Regions from separate parts of the Triticum aestivum genome. Here region 2 is linked to region 1. Evidence: chromatin contacts called from public Hi-C data. All regions are on one chromosome and are shown on one strand. Each heading gives the region's core, a stretch centred on a gene start, on an enhancer-like site or on the middle of the called end of the contact. The rest is flanking DNA. Distances are from core to core; before and after follow the strand shown. Region 1 holds the start of LOC123157070 (photosystem II core complex proteins psbY, chloroplastic). Region 2 holds the start of LOC123159788.

The links. Hi-C and Micro-C count contacts between places; a contact is called where the count stands out from the background.
Region 2: a Hi-C map of leaf shows a contact between it and region 1, with 3 times the contacts expected there. The contact joins the promoter of LOC123159788 here to the promoter of LOC123157070 in region 1. A contact is called at or near these places in 3 of 5 Hi-C or Micro-C datasets (all in leaf).

What each region holds. Positions count from the first base shown.
Region 1 is chr7B:399,086,283-399,091,150 of IWGSC CS RefSeq v2.1, reverse strand. LOC123157070 (photosystem II core complex proteins psbY, chloroplastic) reads right to left here and starts at 3,418. Exons shown (of 1, transcript XM_044575313.1): 1 at 2,334-3,418. The coding sequence starts at 3,238. The coding sequence ends at 2,630. LOC123156079 (succinate dehydrogenase [ubiquinone] iron-sulfur subunit 1, mitochondrial) reads right to left here. Exons shown (of 2, transcript XM_044574241.1): 2 at 3,950-4,370. The coding sequence ends at 4,199.
Region 2 is chr7B:399,445,717-399,450,772 of IWGSC CS RefSeq v2.1, reverse strand. It overlaps LOC123159788, which reads right to left and starts at 2,183. Exons shown (of 3, transcript XM_044577616.1): 1 at 1,382-2,183; 2 at 1,124-1,300. The coding sequence starts at 2,047.

The sequences.
Region 1 (4,868 bases), core at 2,169-4,668:
TTGTGCCTCTCATTGAATCGGTTGATTTTGATATAAATATCATCTTAATACAAAGTCATATGCAACAGTTACAACCCTATCAATGTGCTGCTGTAAAAAATATGGGCTTGGTCGCGTTTTGTTAGGTTTTGATGATTTGCATGGCAAGACAAGTCCTTTTCTTGTACGGAAAGTCCATCCGCCTTTATATAGACAGAGGTTAATCAACAAAACCCATCTACTTTTTACCCTAGTTTTCTACACATCTCTCTTGTTCCTTCTCTCTCGTTCTTCGTTAGTTCTTCAGAGAGGCTCTAGGGGTGAGCAAACCGACCTAGGGCAGCTCATAGCCGCCGCGCGTCCACACGGTGTCCTTCTCGGGCATGTGGGTTTCGGGACTCGAAAAGCACCCGCCAGATTGCTTGCGTATCGTGCTTCCGAACGGTTCTCCTTCTCCTTCGACGTGAGTTGCGGTGCATCACCCTTGACGTTGAAGGTACATGGTGACGTGCTCGTGTGCGAACAACAGGCCTCCTTGTCGTGGATGGATGTGGAAGCAAATTTGCTGGTCAGTGTTAAAGGTGTCGTAAGGTCAGTTTACCATTTCACCCCTGATAGAAGAAAGAAGGATAGCTGATAAAAAGGAGAGAAAGAAAGCTGAAGGCTTGGCCACCGTCTTGTTCACGAGAGCTGCGGCTTGGCATGTGTCAAACCGGACCTGACAGTTTTGAGGAGATGGAGGAGGACGGGAAAATGGGCCTCACTGGACGGCTGACACGCGCGGGCTAGCGAGCGATGCAAAAGCCGAGACGCACACAGTGCAACGCGAATACCTTTGACCTTGACTAATCCACTAGCGTGTACTACTGTGTCACGGCGATCGATTTTCCTCGAAAGTGCCGATCTTTTAGTTTCATGTGTCCAGTGTCTCTGCCCTGTGATGCAGGGACGGTACTAGTATAGCATGGACCGTGTAGTACAGTGAGGGGAGAAGAGTGCTCGAAGCCAAACCACAGATCTGGTGCCACAAACGGCTAAACTCTGCTGGAGCAATAATGAAACCTCTAGCAATATACGGAATATTAGCGGTTTGCAAGAAAAAGATGACATCCTAGACACTCTGTGACTTGCGGTTTGCCCAGGCTTTCGAAAGTTTCTTGGCACGTCGTGCCTATAGTCAAAGCACCTCGTAAGGGTAATTCAAATCGATCTATCCGGTCGTAAGGGAAGATAAATTTGGTTTTCCTTTCTTATACCGCATCTAGTCGGTTTTCTTTTCTTACACCTATCAAATCCTTAAATATACTTCGTCTGACGGCGGCCGAGGATAAATTCTCTTCACGTAAAGGTCTTCTTGTGGCCGGCCGGCGACTAGCGTGAAGCTCCCTTATCGACGGTGGCGACCTCCGGCCTCGTCAGCGACCTCGCCGGTGACCTCATGGACGACGAACTCGACCTAACGACCACCCCCGCGTTGCACCCCATCCCGGAGAGGTGCACCTTGGAGATGTCACTGCGCATCTTGTACTTGTGGATGATCATGTTGGTGAAGAATGGATGGGCGCGAAGAGGCTGCAGTTGACAATGAGGAAGTCAATGGCGTCGGGGCAGATCGTCAATGGCGGAGAAGATGACGAGCTCCACCTCCTCGCGTGAGGCCTCCCAAGTTCCGGTACGGCGGGATGAAGTGGTGCGCCGGGGACAGGCACATCTCTTTCCTGAGCCCGGACCGCTCCGGCAGCCACGTCATGAAACGGACGCTGCGCTCGTCATGGAGCCCCCCTCAATGAAGGTGACAAGCTTGGCGTGCTCGAGGAATGTGCCGAAGGGGACGCAGTGGCTGGGCTTGGTGTGGAAGCAAGCGTAGTCGACGAGGTACACGGAGCGCGGCTACATCACGAGGTACAGAACCACCGCGGAGGCCGGCAGGAATGCGGCTAGGAAGACGTGCATGGGCGATGGCCGAGGACTTCTATGGGTGGCCCTACAACGACCCCAACGCAGCCCTCCATCCTCGCCGAGCATGAGCACGATGGCGGACGCCGGCGTTTTCGGCATGGTCAGCATCGCCGCGGACACACATGACGGTGTTCCACGAAAAAAAATGATAGACATACAAACAAATACATGAGTTTACGAACTTTTTTCATCTACTAACCAATCACAAACTTGCTTCCTCCTGATTTTCAGGAGGGGTGGACCGCCTCCCTATCTATTGACCCATCAAATTAACTTTCTTTGTAAAACTCCGTAACTCATTTGTACGTGTAGCATTACTGTTCCACGAAATGCATAAACCAGAAAAGTAACTCCGTTATATATTGCCGATCGGCTCGGACCGGCCAAATCTGAAGTAAAAAAAAAACACTTGGCTAAGGATCCTCCTTTATTTTTACAGGATTGATTAGAGTTGCCCTAGAAACCCAATCCAGCATGCAACGTAGCAGAAGAGAACATTGGACTGAACGTAGCAGAAGAGAAAACAAGAAGAGCTGTACTGCATTTGATCAATGGAAGGAACAAGATTAGAGAGTATGCAAGCAGGCACTCACACCACGTTCCACGCTACTACCACGACTCTTAATAGACGAACACACACATACGAACCCACTCGGCCGGACCGCATGCGATGCCACGACGACGACGACGCTCAGTTGGACCGCATTTTGTTGAGCTGGTTCAGCGCCGGCTGCAGGATGTTGTAGAGCACCCATCCGAGGGCGGGCGCCACCACGAAGAGCAGCAGCAGGCCCCGGTTGTCGTCGGCGGGCGCTACCGCCGCCAGCGCGGCGAGCTCCTGCACGGCGGCGGAGGCCGGCTCCGGCGCGGCGGCCAGGCCGGCGGCCGCGGCGGCGCTGATGCCGAGCCCGGCGACGAGCGCCTTCTCGGACCGCATCTTATTGAGCTGGTTCAGCGCCGGCTGGAGGATGTTGTAGAGCACCCACCCGAGCGCGGGCGCCACCACGAAGAGCAGCAGCAGGCCCCGGTTGTCGTCCGCGGGCGCCACCGCCGCCACGTCCGCGATCCGCTGCGACGCCATCGCGGCGTCCGACGAGGCCAGCGAGGTGAAGAAGGCGCTCGCCATGGCCGCGGCCGCCGGCGACACGGCCAGGGCTCCCTTCTTGGCCGCGTTCTTCTGCAGGCTGCGCAGCGAGATGCTCGGCGACGCCACCTTGGCGCTGAACGACGGCGAGGAAGGCGCCGACCTGGCCGTGATCTTGGCGGGCTTGAGCATGGTCATCGTGGCTATGGTCGCCATTGACGCCTAGCTCCCTGGTTGCTCGCTGACCTCTCCCTCGCAAGAAAGAAGAAGCTCTCACGCTGGCAAAAGGTGGATGGAGGGGTGTTGTGAGGTGCGCGAGTGTGTAATGCAATGCCCTCCCTGAGTTTCTAGAATGAACGATGTGGCTAGCTTATCTTGTGCGGCGAGTGTGCGATCGAGGTTTGAAAGCTTATCTCGCGGCCTGCAACTTGCAATGCCATTGGCTGTGCGAGCAACGAGGTGGGGACCATACGATTTACATGGAGACTTTGATGATGAGAGGAAGTGGAGTAGAGGGTGCTGAAATGAATCGGAAATTGAGATATCTCGCGCTAGGAATATAAGTGTACTCTAGAATGCCCTATGGTACCAAACGACAAGATCTTATTCGTCTAAGAAAGGACAAGATCGGAGATCATCTGGATTGAAACGTCGCTAGGTATTTACGGCGATTTCAGTTAAAAGTGCACGTAATGACGTTCATCTTCGTGCTCCGCGGCGTGCATTCGACTGCTTTCCTCTTCGTCTAACGCCGACAACAAGCCCAGTCCACCGCTTTCCCCCTTGCCTCTGTATTGGCAGGCAACGCGAGCGGTGAGCGATGGGAGGGTGCGCTAAGCTGTGCCGACGACGTAAACTCTGTAACACTGTAAGCGCTTATGTTCCTGAGACAAAGGAAGCAAACAACACATATGCAACATCCAAAAGTTGGTACCAATTCAAAAGTTTATGAATTACTTGATGCATGGACATCAAAAGATGATCAACGGTGAACCACCAAACTAGATACAGCACGAAAAGAATAAAATCTGGTAGCAATTATTCACGCCCTACACGGAATCGTCAAGCGGGGAATATCCTGCGTTTCCAGCCATTATTCGTCACCACGGAGCCAAAACAAACCAAATGACAGGCTGATTACAACTTTCGACATCTCCACGGTGTAGTAGACCTCACTCAGGCTCCGAGCTGCAACTTCTTTATTGTATCGATCTGCTTGGCCGGGTTGAGTCCCTTGGGGCAGGCATGCGTGCAGTTCTTGATGGTGTGGCAGCGGTACAGCTTGAACTCGTCGTTGATGGAGTCAAGGCGCTCCTTTGTGAACTCATCACGGCTGTCTTGGATCCACCTGGAAGGACGAATGTGTTTATATCTCTCCGACACTACAGTCGTCAGCCCAATGCAAAGGCAAAGGGCTGAAGGCATTTCAAACACTTGAAGGTATGTGAAATGAGATGATGCTTGCACAAGTGACAAACGACCAAGAAACCAACCACATCTGATTTCTGTTTCCAGTTTCTTCTGACTAAGGGGAGTTGCAATTATTAGTCAAATTTTCATGTGCCTTATATCAGATCATGTTTTAGATTATAAGTTAGACAGGCACATGGTGGCACTTCCACTATAGCCTTTACTGGTTATAACAGTCAACAGACAAGCTTAATTACAATATGATATAACAGAGAATCAGATATAAAATCTCAGTGCACACATCAAATAAAGTCAGATCAGATAAATATTGAATCAAACAGCCAGCTTTTAGAAACCTTGAACAATAGAATCTTTAGCTTCATAAATGCTGAATAGCATGAAAAACAGTACATTACACTGCTTCAACTAAATAAAG
Region 2 (5,056 bases), core at 934-3,433, 360 kb before region 1:
TTTGAAGATGAACCGCAGTTCATATTCATAATATTTTTTTACATTTGTTGAATATGATATGATTGATGTTAGTTGAACGGTTTAACATGATATGATTATATGTTCATAACAAAATGTTCGTGTTTCAGGAGGCCCCCCATTGGTCCGGCGATCGGCACTCGAAGAAGCCGGACGAGGGCCGCTCGAAGACAAACGAGGAGCGTGCCGCCAAGAGGGGGAGGGGAAGGAACTAGTGATGTTGAACTTGCTAAGTTAAAGTTGTTGTCTTATGTTGAACTACTCGGTGTCTTGTTATTGCTACCTATGTTAGTAGTTGAACCTATTTTGATATGTTGAACTTAATGGATACATCATTTTTACTATCTATAAGTGTGAGGTTATCATAATTTCATATGCAAACACTTTTTGCTGTTGTGCTTATCTATCTGTGATACTGATGTCATATTGAATTTGAAAAGAAGCAAGCAACTGAACTTGGAAAAATAAAACACAGGACCCTACCGCCACGGCCTCTGGCGGGGTCGCACAGACTACCGCCAACCCCCCTGGCGGTAGGGTGAACCTACCGCCAGGGCACTTTGGTATTTCGTCACAGAAAGTTTGGGAGGCAAAACCGAGCCGCACCCTACCGCCAGGGGTGCTGGCGGTAGGTTTAGACAACCTACTGTCAAGGTACCTGGCGGTAGGGTACTTATCCACGTCAGCTCGGGCAAACGGCCGCCGTCCCCTCCGTCGCATTCTACCGCCAGAGGCTCTGGCGGTAGGCTGTGTAACCCTACCGCATGTACCCCTGGCGGTAGCGAAAGGGTCAAATCTCGAATTTTTTTGCAACCAGGGTCAAATCCTGAATTTGTATACCAAAAGGGTCAAAACACGAAATTTGGCCTCTGTATGATGAGTTCATTCAATTGTCGCTGGGACCAGAAGCTGAATCTCTATTCTCTAATCAACGATTTACAAACAGATTCCCTGAGGTATAGAATCTAAACATGCTCTCTATGCCAGATTCCCATCAACGCAGTTTTGCAGTTGAGATCATTACTAATGCAGTATGTAGATCACAACCTCACTAAGGAAATTGCAACAAGTTCAGGTACGGCACGAACGCGATGCGAAAAATTACCTTCAAGCGCGGCCGCCTGACGGCATTGAGCCGGCGAACCTCGTACCGGATCCGCTTCGAGAACAGCCGGGCATGTCGCTTCTCCTTATACCGCCTCACCCTCTCCGCCCTCCCGGACACCTCCGGCGAGCTCCACGTCGCCGCCTGCGGCGGCGGCGCCACATCCACGAACACCTCCTGCAACGCACCCCGTGTCAGGATTCACGAGCGCGCATCGTCCCTCCGACTCCGAGAGGACAAAGGGGGTCGTAGGCTTACAGAATCGAGCTCCAGCTTGGGCGTGACGTGGCTCGCGGTGCCGCCGATGAAGAGGGACCCGCGGCCCGCCCAGGCGGCCAGGATCTCGTCGTAGTCCAGCTTGAGCAGCGGCGACCGCGCGGAGGCGGCGCCCGTGCTCGCGGCCGACGAGCAGGAGGATGAGGTGGTGGTCGTCGCAGTGGCCGCGCTCGGCGAAGAGGAGCTGCTCCTGCAGTACACCCACCGCTCCCTCCCCCGGAGCGCGCGCCGCGCAAGGTCCTCCTCCTTCCCGCCAGCAGTCCCCGCGGAGGCGTCCGGGGAGAGGGTGCACGACGGTGAACCCCTTTCGCCGCCGCCGGAAAAGGAGGAGGAGGACACGCCGAGGATGTCAGTGAGCGACGGCGCCGCCGCGAAGAGAGTCGAAGGCGCCTCAGGATGCAGCGTGAACGGCTCGAGCTGCTGCTGCTCGTGCCCGCATCCATCCTCCACCGCCTCCTCCGTGGACGGGGACGGCAACGCCGAGGGTGGCGGCAAGGAATCCTCCACCGACAGAGATTCAGCAGGCCTGTGGACCTCCACCGCCTTGGCGAGGTGGCGGCTGAGGCTGAGGTACTTGGTCTTCTTCTTCTTCTTCCCCTTGGCCCGGCACGAGCCCCGCCGCCGGTCGCCGCCGCCGCCGCTAGCCATGGCCTCGGAAATACTTTACTGCTACCTCAAGGTGCTCCCTGCAAAATGGGCGAGAGGCATGGGGACATGAGCACGGGAGAAGCTATTTGGAGGGAAAGCGAGGGGATCTCCCGCGGCCGCGAGCAGGGTGGCGCGGGGCCAGCAAAGGCGAGGCACTTTTTTCCCATGATCCTGCGCGGACGTGGCGAGGTTCTGCTGACATGGCTGAGTCTCATTGGCTGGCCAGATTGCGGTTGTTGCCTTTTGCTCGGGGTCCTACGGGATCTGGAAGGGTGGGGTTTTAACGGCTTCACGGGGGTTTTGTGATGAGATGGGCGTTCACATCGTCGCCGTTGCGACTTTAACACCAGTACTACGTCTTGATCTTATAATTCTTAAGCTAAGCTTCTTCTATAATCCCAAGCTGCATTGGGTCGCTACAAAAGATGATGCCGACAGGAAAAATCGCTCCTGTTTACGATGGTAGACGCAAGAACATGTTGCTGAGGCACGATTGATCAAACTTATGAACAACATAGACTGCAAAAAACTAGGGTCATCTTCAGGGGATGCACTCAAACCCGTCCTTCGTTTCAGTGGCGGAGGACAGATTTTTTTTCAAAGCTGGAGCAACTTAAAAAAAATCCTGGGAACCAAACATTTTCATTTGTTCGTGGGCAGCGCTAGTGTATCCGTTAAATAGGGCGTCCTTCGATTGTCGTTTCCCATTTGTCTAGCATACCATTTTTCACTATTTTTGTCGTATTGTACACATTTAGTTACAAATGTGGAGCCAAACGGTTTCATTTACCCATGAATATTGAGTAGAAATAGTTCAACAACTCAAAAATTCAAACATAGTCGATAAATAGACTGGGTCAAAGTTCTTTATGGCACACATTGATGTTGGAACACATCATCTAGAACCACTACTCGGCATCAGGATCCATGTTGTTAGTGTCGGCTGAGAGAGTCATGTATTAAGGGGTCCTCGGGGTACCGGCCCATGGCTTATGGGCCGCACTGATGGGCTCCTATGGAGCTGAACTATGGCGTGTGTTGATTTTTAGGGTGAACGGACGTATCCTTTGGGGTAGCTCGTTACGTATTTATATACATAGGAAGAGCCCCCGTGGTGGCGTATACAAAGAGGATACTTATTGGGGTAGAGTACTACTCTATGCCCAATACGTATATTAGAATAACTCTAATACCCCCCCTTAATCTAGACCTGGGAGAGGTTTAGATTGTGCTTAAACTCATCTAATTTTTTACACATAACATTTTTGTGAAACCATCTACAATCTGATCCTTGCGTGATATGAACCGGACATCAAGTTGCTTGCGAGCAACCCATTCTCGAACAAAACAGAAGTCTATCTCAATGTGTTTTGTACAGGCATGAAAAACTGGATTGGCAGACAGGTAGGTAGCACCAAGATTATCACACCATATGCATGGTTTCTCCTGAAGGGAAACACCAAGTTCACGAACCAGTGCTTCAACCCAAATAAGCTCAGGAGTGGCATTTACAAGGGCTTTATATTCAGCCTTTGTACTTGACCTGGACACAGTAGGGTGTTTTCTGTCACTCCAAGAAACAAGATTGGGCCCAAAAAATATAGCAAATCCACCAGTAGAGCGTCTATCATCTAAATCACCTGCCCAATCTGCATCTGAATATGCACTGAGAAGGGAGGAGCTAGACCTCTGGAAAGTAAGACAAACCTTACTTGTGCCTTGAATATATCTCAAAATGTGTTTAACAGCAGTCCAATGTGCAGTAGGAGGAGCATGAAGAAACTGACAGACCTTATTAACTGAAAAAGAAAGATCAGGGCGAGTCAGTGTCAGATACTGGAGTCCCCCCACAATGCTCCTACAATGTGTAATATCCTTAGATCCAAGAGGAGAGCCATCTGTCAAGCGTAATGTTTCTGTAATGCAGAGAGGTGTTGGACATGGCGTGCAAGAACTCATACCAACACGAGCCAGTGAGTCTGTAGCATATTTCTCTTGACTTAAAAGCAGCCCATTGGACTGTTTGTGAACTTCAATACCTAGAAAATAATGAAGATCTCCAAGATCCTTGAGAGCAAAATCCGAACTTAAGTGATGAAGGAGAGTTGATATGGCCGAATCAGAGGAGCTTGCAACAATGATGTCATCAACATAAATTAAGAGGAACATAGTGAGTCCTGGCTTATCAAAAAGGAACAACGAAGTATCAGCTTTGGAGGGAAGAAAACCAAGTGTGTGTAACTTGGAACTTAGGCGAGAGTACCAAGCTCGAGGAGCCTGTTTCAGACCATATAATGCTTTATTAAGTCTGCAAATATAATTTGGAGTAGCCGAAGACTGAAAACCTGGTGGTTGTTTCATGTAAACCTCCTCTTCCAGAACACCATGTAAAAACGCATTCTTCACATCTAGCTGCCTTAAACTCCAGCCTCGAGAAACTGATATTGCAAGAACAATTGTGATAGTGGTAGCCTTAACCACGGGGCTGAAAGTATCCTCATAGTCAATACCATATCGTTGTTTGAATCCTTTTGCAATAAGACGTGCTTTGTACCTGTCCACGGTGCCATCAGCATGTTTCTTGATGCGATAAACCCATTTGCAATCAATAATATTTTTATTTGAACTAGGAGGCACTAAATGCCAGGTATTGTTAGCAACAAGAGCATCATATCCGTCTTGCATAGCATGTTTCCAATTTGGATCAGTAAGGCCTCAGAAAGATTTTTTGGTTCTCCTGTAGCTGTTAGAAGAGCATATCTAACAGTACCATCAGTATATATTTTTGGTTGTCGAATACCTTTTTGCAGCCTAGTTTGAACTCCAACAGCAGGAGGTGGTGCAGGAGTGGAAGGCACATAAGATCCTGAAGAAACAACAGAATCTACAGGCATATCCACACTGGGATCCACGCTGCTGTCACCTGATGAGGTAATCATTGGCTCATGATGATGCGGGTCCACGATGTGCATTGATGGCGTTGACGCAGGGGCAGGCGACGACGTGGCT